Linked DNA regions of Oryctolagus cuniculus: region 2 is linked to region 1. The links are chromatin contacts, called in public Hi-C maps. All regions are on one chromosome and are shown on one strand. Each heading gives the region's core, a stretch centred on a gene start, on an enhancer-like site or on the middle of the called end of the contact. The rest is flanking DNA. Distances are from core to core; before and after follow the strand shown. Region 1 overlaps ZNF185 (zinc finger protein 185 with LIM domain). Region 2 holds the start of G6PD (glucose-6-phosphate dehydrogenase).

The links. A called contact is a pair of places that touch in the nucleus more often than the background predicts.
Region 2: a contact with region 1 is called in a Hi-C map of psoas muscle, with 5 times the contacts expected there. The contact joins the promoter of G6PD here to the enhancer-like site in region 1. A contact is called at or near these places in 2 of 6 Hi-C or Micro-C datasets (psoas muscle and an unstated tissue).

Annotation. Positions count from the first base shown.
Region 1 is chrX:131,363,945-131,368,541 of mOryCun1.1, forward strand. ZNF185 (zinc finger protein 185 with LIM domain) reads left to right here. Exons shown (of 21, transcript XM_070067417.1): 16 at 605-682; 17 at 4,549-4,597. Among named protein-coding and RNA genes, the nearest start is that of ZNF185, 36 kb to the left of the region's middle. Within about 2 kb of position 2,442, at least 4 of the 8 cell types and tissues checked have an H3K27ac peak or open chromatin away from gene starts, as enhancers often do.
Region 2 is chrX:132,757,194-132,761,333 of mOryCun1.1, forward strand. G6PD (glucose-6-phosphate dehydrogenase) reads right to left here and starts at 2,382. Exons shown (of 12, transcript NM_001171382.1): 1 at 2,263-2,382. The coding sequence starts at 2,382. It overlaps LOC127488381 (a long non-coding RNA gene), which reads left to right. Exons shown (of 3, transcript XR_007916079.2): 3 at 2,239-2,286. It also overlaps a transcript of IKBKG not described here.

The DNA.
Region 1 (4,597 bases), core at 1,192-3,691:
GACAGTGTTCAGGATCAGCCTCAGCCCCAGCACTCCAGGACATCCTTCACACTTCTTAGCTCTATGCTTTCTTCATATCATGTGGTCACAGCAGGACAGGGAGGCCTGAGAGGCCTAAAAGGGGCCTGACCTGGAGCTGGACCTACCCACCCAGTGCAGTGGGAGAAGAGGGACAGGTGATAAGATTTCTGGCCCAGACAGTCTAGCACCAATCTACATAGAACCAAGCTGCAGTGCCCAGCAAGGGAGGGGGAAGAAAGGAGGGGAAGACTGTACTCGTGGTAGAGGGGAGGGCACTGGGAGGCACAGCTTGGGAAAAGATACTGCTAGCAAGGAGCATGTAGCAGGGAACTGGGAAGAACAGTGGCTCCAGTCTTATCAGGCGGTATTGCCTAGTCTTGAACTGAGATGCTAAGGCCACATCCAAGGCTTAAATGATGTTATCAGACACAGTGATGTCTGTGCCAGGACTGAGAGAGCAGACTTTACTGGCAGATGTAGTTCTTCCCTTTCCTGTGTGAAAGCAGCCAGGCAGGTGAAGACCTTGGGCTCCCCAGCCTCCTTTGGTCTGAGACAGAGTGGGCTTGTGTGCTTCCTCTCTCAGCTCCAGTACTACTTTGACTTCTGCTGTCCTGGATGATAGAAGGAATGACAGTCCAGCAGACCTGGAGGACACAAAGGGGTAAGACATGAATACACAGTGCTGAGCTTCTACACCCAAGGAAGAGGCTTGGGATGGCTTCATGAAGAGCTGGCTTTTAATCTGAATCTCAAAAGGTGAATATGAATCCTCCTAGCAGATGGAGTAGGATAAACAAAGGGCCCAAAAGAACTTGTTGTTTCCTGGGCACTGTACATAGGTGAGTGTGGCCAGTGATGAGGTCCTTAGGGAGAAGCGATGGAAGAGAGGCTTGCCAAAGTGGGTAGGGGATGATTGGCCTTTTGTACCTTATTGCCAATGATTGACACAGCTGTTTAACTTTTGAGCATGTACTGTGCACACAGCTCTCTAGTCACAGCATCTCATATGCTACTTTCCAGCTTCTCAAGGTCGATACCTAATTAGAATGAAGAACATAGGCCTGGAACTCAGGTCTCTGTGCCTCCTGGGAAGGACTTATCTGAAAAAAAAAAATAGCCAGGGTGCTAAGATAAAGAGTGACTGGTAGTAACAAGGGCTACCGAGTATGGTGGTAGTGGAGTGCGAGGCAGTGAGCAAAGAGAACAGGGAGAAGGGAGCTGCTGATAAGGACCCAAAAACTTAAGCTTGCAGTGGGAATGTACTTAGTGTGTTCCAAAGTGTGGAATTACTGGAGCCTGGCTAGCTGGTAAGAGAATGCAGATGGAACAGAGCTTTCATCAGGCATGATAAGGAAACTGCATTTTATTTCAAGTTTCAACCCAAAGGGGAGCATGCTATGATTTGGGATTGCTTTTTTTAAGTGAATGCATGTTTTCATCTCCAGATATTGCAACTGGTCTTTTGTTTGTTTTTTCTTTTGTTTTACTTAAACCAGATGCTGGAGGGTGGGATGTGCAGTGCCAGGTGCTTTACAGTCTTCCCAGCAACCCTGTGAGATGGGTAAGATGGGGAAACTGAAGCACAAAAAAGGTTAAATGACTTATCCAGAGCCTTACAAGTGGTAGTGCTAATTAAGAGGGTCTCTGGAAAACCTCAAGAGAAACTACAGAAAGCTAATTTAGGAAGTCTTTGGAGACTATTCTCAAGATCCCACACCCATAACTTCCAGGTGGTTACCACGGAAAGCCAGGGGTGCAGTGCTGTGAGAAGCAAAGCGGGTAGCAGTCTAGATCTGGCTAACTCTAGAGCCCAGGCTCCGAACTACTTTCCTCTGGTGTTTAAAAGTTTGCAAAACTCAATACAAAGTTTCTCGAGATCACATTGCATCTTGATTCCTGCTACATTTGAAAAATCACCCAGGAAGTATTTAAAAAAATTTTCCTGATTTGTTTGGGTTTGAACCACGGGCATCTTCTGGACCTTCCCACCCCACTAACCGGAGAGCTAACAATATCCGGAGATCTTGGTAGTCGCAACGGAAAGTGGGAGGTACTGCTGGCTACTAAAGTGTAGAGTTCAGGGATGCTGCTAAAAATCCCATGATGTGTCCTCCTCCCCAGCCCGCCCCCACAATTACACAGCTCAAAATGTTAGTAGTCTTGCTCTGGAGGGTTCGCGATCTTTTTTTGGGAAAAAAAAAAAAAAGGCATACAAGAGGTTAAGGAGATAGGAAACGTGTGCGTCTGCGCGTGTCCTTGCCGACTGGAGGACTCTGAACGCGCCTGCGCCTTTAAGAGGCTGCGGTAGGGCGTTTGTGCGCCTCTAAGCGTAAGTGCCTACGCGCCTAAAGCAGCGTACAGCTGTCGTGAGTGCGGCTGCGCACGCCGCCATTTCCTGCATTCGCGCGCTTGGGCTGCAATGCCCTCTGGGGAAGTGCGACCTTCCGCCAAGCGAAATGGCTGTCCAGAACGAGATCTGCCACAACAGGGCTTCTCCTGCAGCCGTGCCCATACCGGCCACGAGGTGGCGCTCCAGGACCACAAATATCCTGGCCGCTAATTTCGGCCCCTCCCTGAGGGCTCTTAAGCTTTTCCTGCCCACCCCCACCCCCACCCCGACTCACAGCAAAATGGGCAATGATGGCCCCACTGGCCTTGAGATGACTGCGCGTGGACAACTGCCGGTCACCCAGGCCCTGGCTACAGGAAGGCAGAGTACAGTGACCCTAAGGAGTCGAAGGAGAGTTCTGTGGCTCTAGTTTGTCAGGTGGTCTTAGCACCAACACCTCTTGGACTCTGTATACTGGTCTTCAGAACTGGCCAGGGGCAGGAGGTGTGGTTGTGTGGGGAGAGCAACCGGATCCTCTGGCCATGATTAACCTTTGGGCAGACCTGGCCTGGGATTTGGGATTCAGTGGTGAGGGATTGTGGAGGGTGGGGGTGGGACTGGGGGGTTGAAATCCTGCAGAGCAGTGGAACCTTATTTTTCGTAGGTTATAAAGGAATTTAATTTCAACTGGTCCAAACGTTACGAATTCTGCTTTAATGCTTACTTAGTCCTGCGTATACAAAGGAAAGTGGTATAATACCCTAATAGTATGGACTTGGGTGCTTGGAATCAAATCCAAGTTCTGCCACTTAGTATCTGTGTGACTTTCTGCATGTTACTCACCTTCTGTCTGCCTCAGTGTCTTCATGTGTAGAATAGTGGAACTAATGGCTCCTGTCATATAGCATTGCTGTTAGGTTTAACTGGATTTGCATATATAAAGCATGTAGGACATTTCTTGGTACAAAGTGCTGTATAAATGTCAAAAGCCAGTTCTATAAAACCTTAAAACTAAATGCAGAACCCCAGCAGGAATAAAAAAAAGTATGTCATCTCTTTCGCACTAAACTTTTGTTACCAGACTTCATATCCAAAACAGGCAGTTTTCTTCCTTATTAGATTGCAAATGTGGGCTTTCAGTCTTGCATTCATTCTGCACGACTAGCAGCCAAACTTTAGGCAATTTTCACAGTGCTGACAACCACTGTCAAACAGTGGAAGAGTCTAGTAGAGATAGTACAGGAGTAGAATGGGGACATTCTGCTTTGTGTAAAGAATGTGGTTGTGTTAGGAATTGGCAGTGGCGGCATTGGGGTACTGGAGCTTTAATCCAGTTACATTCAGAAGGAAGGGCTTCAGGGAAACCAACTAATCCAAACTCTAAGACCTCAGTGGTGGCTACTCCCAGGATTACCTAGCCTGTCTCTAACCACTTAGCATCTAAGAATAAGACCGGCAGGATATTACACTGGTGAGCCTGCTGTGGGTGTTTGACTATGATTTCCTTTTCATAACCCAGATGGGTTACATCTCTAAATGATAGTAGCCCTGCACCAAGGGCTAGGATGAAAAAAGTCTTAGTAGTCCATTAGTCCCTAACTTGTAGTGAACCTCAAATTGCACTTTGTGGAGAATCATGGCTCTAGTCACAAAATTTGGTGAGGACACCCCTATTATCTTACTTCTACAGAGGACATGGGGCAGGATAGAACTCTGATTAAGTCCACGGTACAGCTGTCTCCCAGAATTTGGAGATGAGCTCTTTAGGCCTTCGGTGTCTGTGTTTGGCTCAAGAGTATATGTTACAGGCACAGGTAGGGTGGGTAATACCACTTCTGATATCTGTACTATCAGCATGGAAGCAAAACGGAGAGGCACTGTACCAATGGGATGTTTTCCCCTTGGTTATTGGGTGATATCGCATCTACTTGCCTGCAGCTCTTGTCTTGAGCTTCCTTTATTACAAATAGAGGCTGTTTCTTTTTTTCAGCAAGAAGAAAGCAGTGATACTGAGGTCCTCTGAAGAGGACACGAACTGCTCCCCAGGGTGTGTGGTCCGTACCTGTCTGCTGCTCTCAGCCCCACCACCCGGGAGGTGAACCCCTCCATGCCTGTGGGAGGTGCCAGCTGGCGTGCTCTGGGTGAGCAGGGACGAGTCTCAGGGCACTCTCTCCATAAGGGTGTTCATTCTTCCTCAGCGCCGTGGCTGGTGGTGAGAACAGTGTGGCCACCAAGGTGGGAGAAGCC
Region 2 (4,140 bases), core at 1,132-3,631, 1.4 Mb after region 1:
CCAGGGCTTGTGAGTCACCAGGTCTTTGGGGGAGTGCCAGCTTCATGACACAGCAAGAATCTTATCGACACTGGGGGGAGTCGGCCCAGCAATGTCCCAAGGAAAGGGAGGAACCGGGCCGGCTGGATTGTGCCCCGCACCTCGCGCAGCCTGGCCCAGCTCCTATCAGGTGGGGGAAGATGCTCTCTGGGGCTCAAGGTTCTTTGGTCTTCAAGGCCAGAGCTCTCCGGAGCAGGACGGCAAGCACCTCGGCCCCCTTCCTGCTGGGGTGGGAGTCATGGGAAGGAGGAAGCGGCCGGGGACAGTGAGTGCTAGCTCTGTGCCCATGTGGAAACTCTGAGCTGGCAATTGGGCCACCCCGGGAAGGAAGCCGGGCATGTAGGTGAGAGTTGGGCAAGCCAGCCAGGGAGGAGGAAGGGGCAGGGCTTGGCCACGTGGGCTAGGCGCCCCGCAGTGGCCTGTCTGCCCAGGCTCTGGACCCACTAGCCACTGGCCTCCTTTTGGTTTCTGGGTCACGCTGAGCTCCGTCTGACTTAGGGCTTGGGGTGTGCGTGGGACGCTTCCCTGGCTTTCGCCTGCAGGGCTTGCTCTCCTGGCCCTCCTCGTGAGACCTGAGGGCTAAAGCGGGGACTGGGGACACAAGTGGCCACTTTTATCTTCTGTCCCATGTGCCACTCTGAAAGTCTGTCCTTGAGGAGGCAGGGACCATGGCTGTTTCCCATAGCCACAGGACCCTGCCTACCTTTGGCACCCAGTGAGGCATGAGGGTGGGAGCTGTTCTGGGGTTGCCCAGGCACGGGGCACACCCCCTGCTCTAGCCCCTTCCACCAGGAGGAGGGAGAAAGAAACAATAAGGCTCTTCAGAGGACCCTTGTCCTCCCCACTGGCTTACGCCAGGGCCTACACTTCCCCCTTTGGCTCTGAAAGCCTCTGGTTGTCACTCCCAGAGCGAAGAACAAAGAGGAACTCTACCAATTGCAATGAAACAGAGTTGCCCAACCCCAGGGCCACACAGGGGAAGGTAGCCAGAAGACATACAATCAAGGCAAAGTCACCGGCCCCTTCGCACCTATTTCAAAAGCCCTCATCTGCTGGCTGGAAACGGAGGTTTGAAGCAGGGGAGACATCTGCTCCAGGTCACACACAAAGCTGGACACATAAGCCATCACTGTGGCCCGGGTCACTCTGTTGGAGCATCCTTGTGACGGCGTAGGGTGGGGATGGGGAAGGATTAGAAAAATCATTCTCAGCGCTCAGCGACTTTCTCCTCCAACTTGCTACTGAGACTAAAGTTTGTGACTGACACAATGTAGCTCCTCTAGTGGGATCAGACTGGGGCCAGAGCTGAGGCCAAGCCTGTACCCTGTGTGTGCCAGGTCTTAGGTTTTTCTGGAGTGAGAAGACAGTGCTTGGGGTAGCCCTCCATTGCTCTTTCATAGGCAAGGCCCTTCTCCCTTGCTTGTCTCCGTCCTTTCCCAAGTTCTGATCAGAGACAGAGGTGGCAGGGAGCGAGTGGCAGATCTGGCAAAGGGTGATGGGAAGTTAATGTCCAAGATGGTCCGTCACATGTTTGCAAGCACATTCGTGGGCATTCCCTGAGTTAAAAATGCAAAGTGGGGACCACTTGGAATTTCTGTTCTCATCAGTGCCGCCTATGTCTTGCTGCCACACAGGGGGACACTGCTCTACCAGGACCACCTCTCTGTCTTCTGCTGTCCCCAAGCCCCATCAACATGCTACATGTTTGCCTGTTCTGCTGTCCCCAAGCGCCATCAATGTGCTATATGCTTGCCTGGGCTTTGTTCTTTGGCCTTTCCTAGCGGAGCTAAATGGCAGTTCCGGCAGCTGGACAACCGGGGCCAGGTGGGATGGGAAAGCGCTCCTCAGCAGGCTTTGGAAGTCACTGTGTGCCACTTGTCAAATCACAAACAGGCTGGAAAAAACTACAGAATCAGTAGCATTCCTCTTTCCATCTCAGTTTTCCCTGGGGAGGAGGAAGGCGTCCAACTAGGTGGTTCCTAAGGATCTTGGAGCTCCAGGACGTGGGTCTACAGTCGATAGCCGAGCAGAGGTTTCAGCACCACCCCCGTGGGGGCATATTATGTAGTGTGGGCTTGATACTAGGACATGGGTGGAAGCAACAGGAAGGGCCCATGTGGCCCCACAATTGGCTGGAAAAGCTTTTGCACAGAGTGGGAAGCGCCTTGCACAATGTCACATTCACATTTTCAATTTTAGGATCCGGGGCCTGGGGAGACTTACCGATGCACCCATGATGATGAATATGTGAGTATCCGCCTGGTGGAAGGCATTGCCTTGATAGAGCTCTTCTCGTAGGATCCCGCACACTTGGGTCCTGCTCAGGGCCACTTGCTCTGCCATGATGTTGCTGTCTGTGGGAGGAAAGGCTTGTTGACAAGATGGGAGAACAGAAGACCATTGAGAAGTTGGCCCCCATCTCCCATCAGGGAGCCTTTAGGTCCTCACTCGGCTGACCACCTCCTGATGGCTGGGACGGGCGGGGACTGGGGGTGGGTGGGAGAGTAGGCTCGGTGAGTCAGAAACTGCAGGCTCTGGCCTTTGGCCGTGCTTCGCGGCTCACTTCTTCCAGAGAGCGCATTATAAAATCGCCCTGAGCACCACAAGATCCCAGTTAGAGCATCAAGTCTAACTAGAGTGAACACCTGCACCGCGTGCCTAGGGCATCTCACTCTGAGCTCCGGCAGAAACCAGGGTGAGTGGATGACGGAGTTTGGCTCCCGCCCTCCCCCGTCCCCCTGGGGAGCCCTCAGCAGGTCCCCGCCACTCTCAGTGTCTCGTCCTTAGAGGCCCAGTGAGAGCGGTGCGTGGTACAAAGGGAATCAGTAAGACCCCATGGATTATGTCGCGTTTCCCAAGCGTGGCAAGTAGCGTGCAGGAAGGGCTGCGCGCGGGAAGCACTCCCTTCGGCTGGAGCGGCGCCCGCCCACCCCGTTACCTGCGCCTCGCTGCCGCCGCCGCCGCCGCCCGCCGCGCGCACTGCCCCGGACTGCACGGTCGTTTCCGGGGGCTGAGCCCCGCCAGCCCATTTAACCGGCGGGGGCGGGTGCCTCGGCTGAGCTGACCGACCTCAGGAGAGGCGCGAGGGGCGGGGCTTCAGCCAGGCTCTCTCGCGCGGGCGGGGCGGGGTGGGGTGGGGCGGGGCGAAGCGAGGGCAGCTGCGCGCGCAGGCCGGGTTTGCGTTGCGCCCGATCCGCCCAGTCCCGCCAGCGCCTGGGCACCTGCGCCGGTGGCCAATTCCTGGACTCCTTGGGGTCTCTGCTGCTGCTGAGCGTCCGCAATGCCTTGCGGGCACGGGTGCAGCTCCCCGCAGTTCTCCCGTGTCCTCATCGCTAGGCTGGCCTCGCCCAGATGGTCGGATTTCCCGCTCGCCCTGGGGGACCCCCGCGCCCTAGCAGTGGGCTCCACTTCCGTCGGCAGCGTGGCCACGCCTCCCTTGGGTTCCCTTTTGCTCATGGCAGGGCCGTTTAAAGCCCTCCTTGCTCCCCAGAGGAACCGACACTTGTCCTCTAGTCAAAGTGGCCCTATTGGTGCAGCCTCGTCCCGGCTCCTCCCGCGGCAGGGGCGGGGCCGTGGGGAGTCCCCGAGGGTGGATGCCGTCGCCGGAGAGATGAGGGGCAGTGTGGGTCTTGAAGCCCTGAAAAGACGCGGGTGGTGCTTATCACTGGGGAGCGTCCCGTGGGCAGGCCAAAGCTGGGGAACTCGTGTTTCCCTCTGCAGCAGGATGCAGTCTTACCGTGGCCTCGCACCTCTCCCAGTCTCCGGTGTTCTCCGGGACCCTGCTCATATGTTTTACTTCCGGTTCCCTTGGCTACGACACCGGAAGCCGGAAGCGGGGGGTTAAACAGCGGGGAAGGGAAGGGCGACTGCCGAACCCGGACCTTCTTAGAACGCCGGGGTCCTCAGAGCTCTCGGAGCCTTCTGCTCCTGTCCTGCTCACTCTAACCAACTCTGCTGACAGGTGAGGTTCTCTTCCGCCAAGACCGGATCCCTTGGGTGGGCGCGGCACTGCCCTCGAGACTGCCCCGGACGTCCAGGCTCCCCCTCCTCTTGGGTCCCCAGCCGGTGCTGCCGCACTTGTTGAGCACGGGCCAAGGCGGG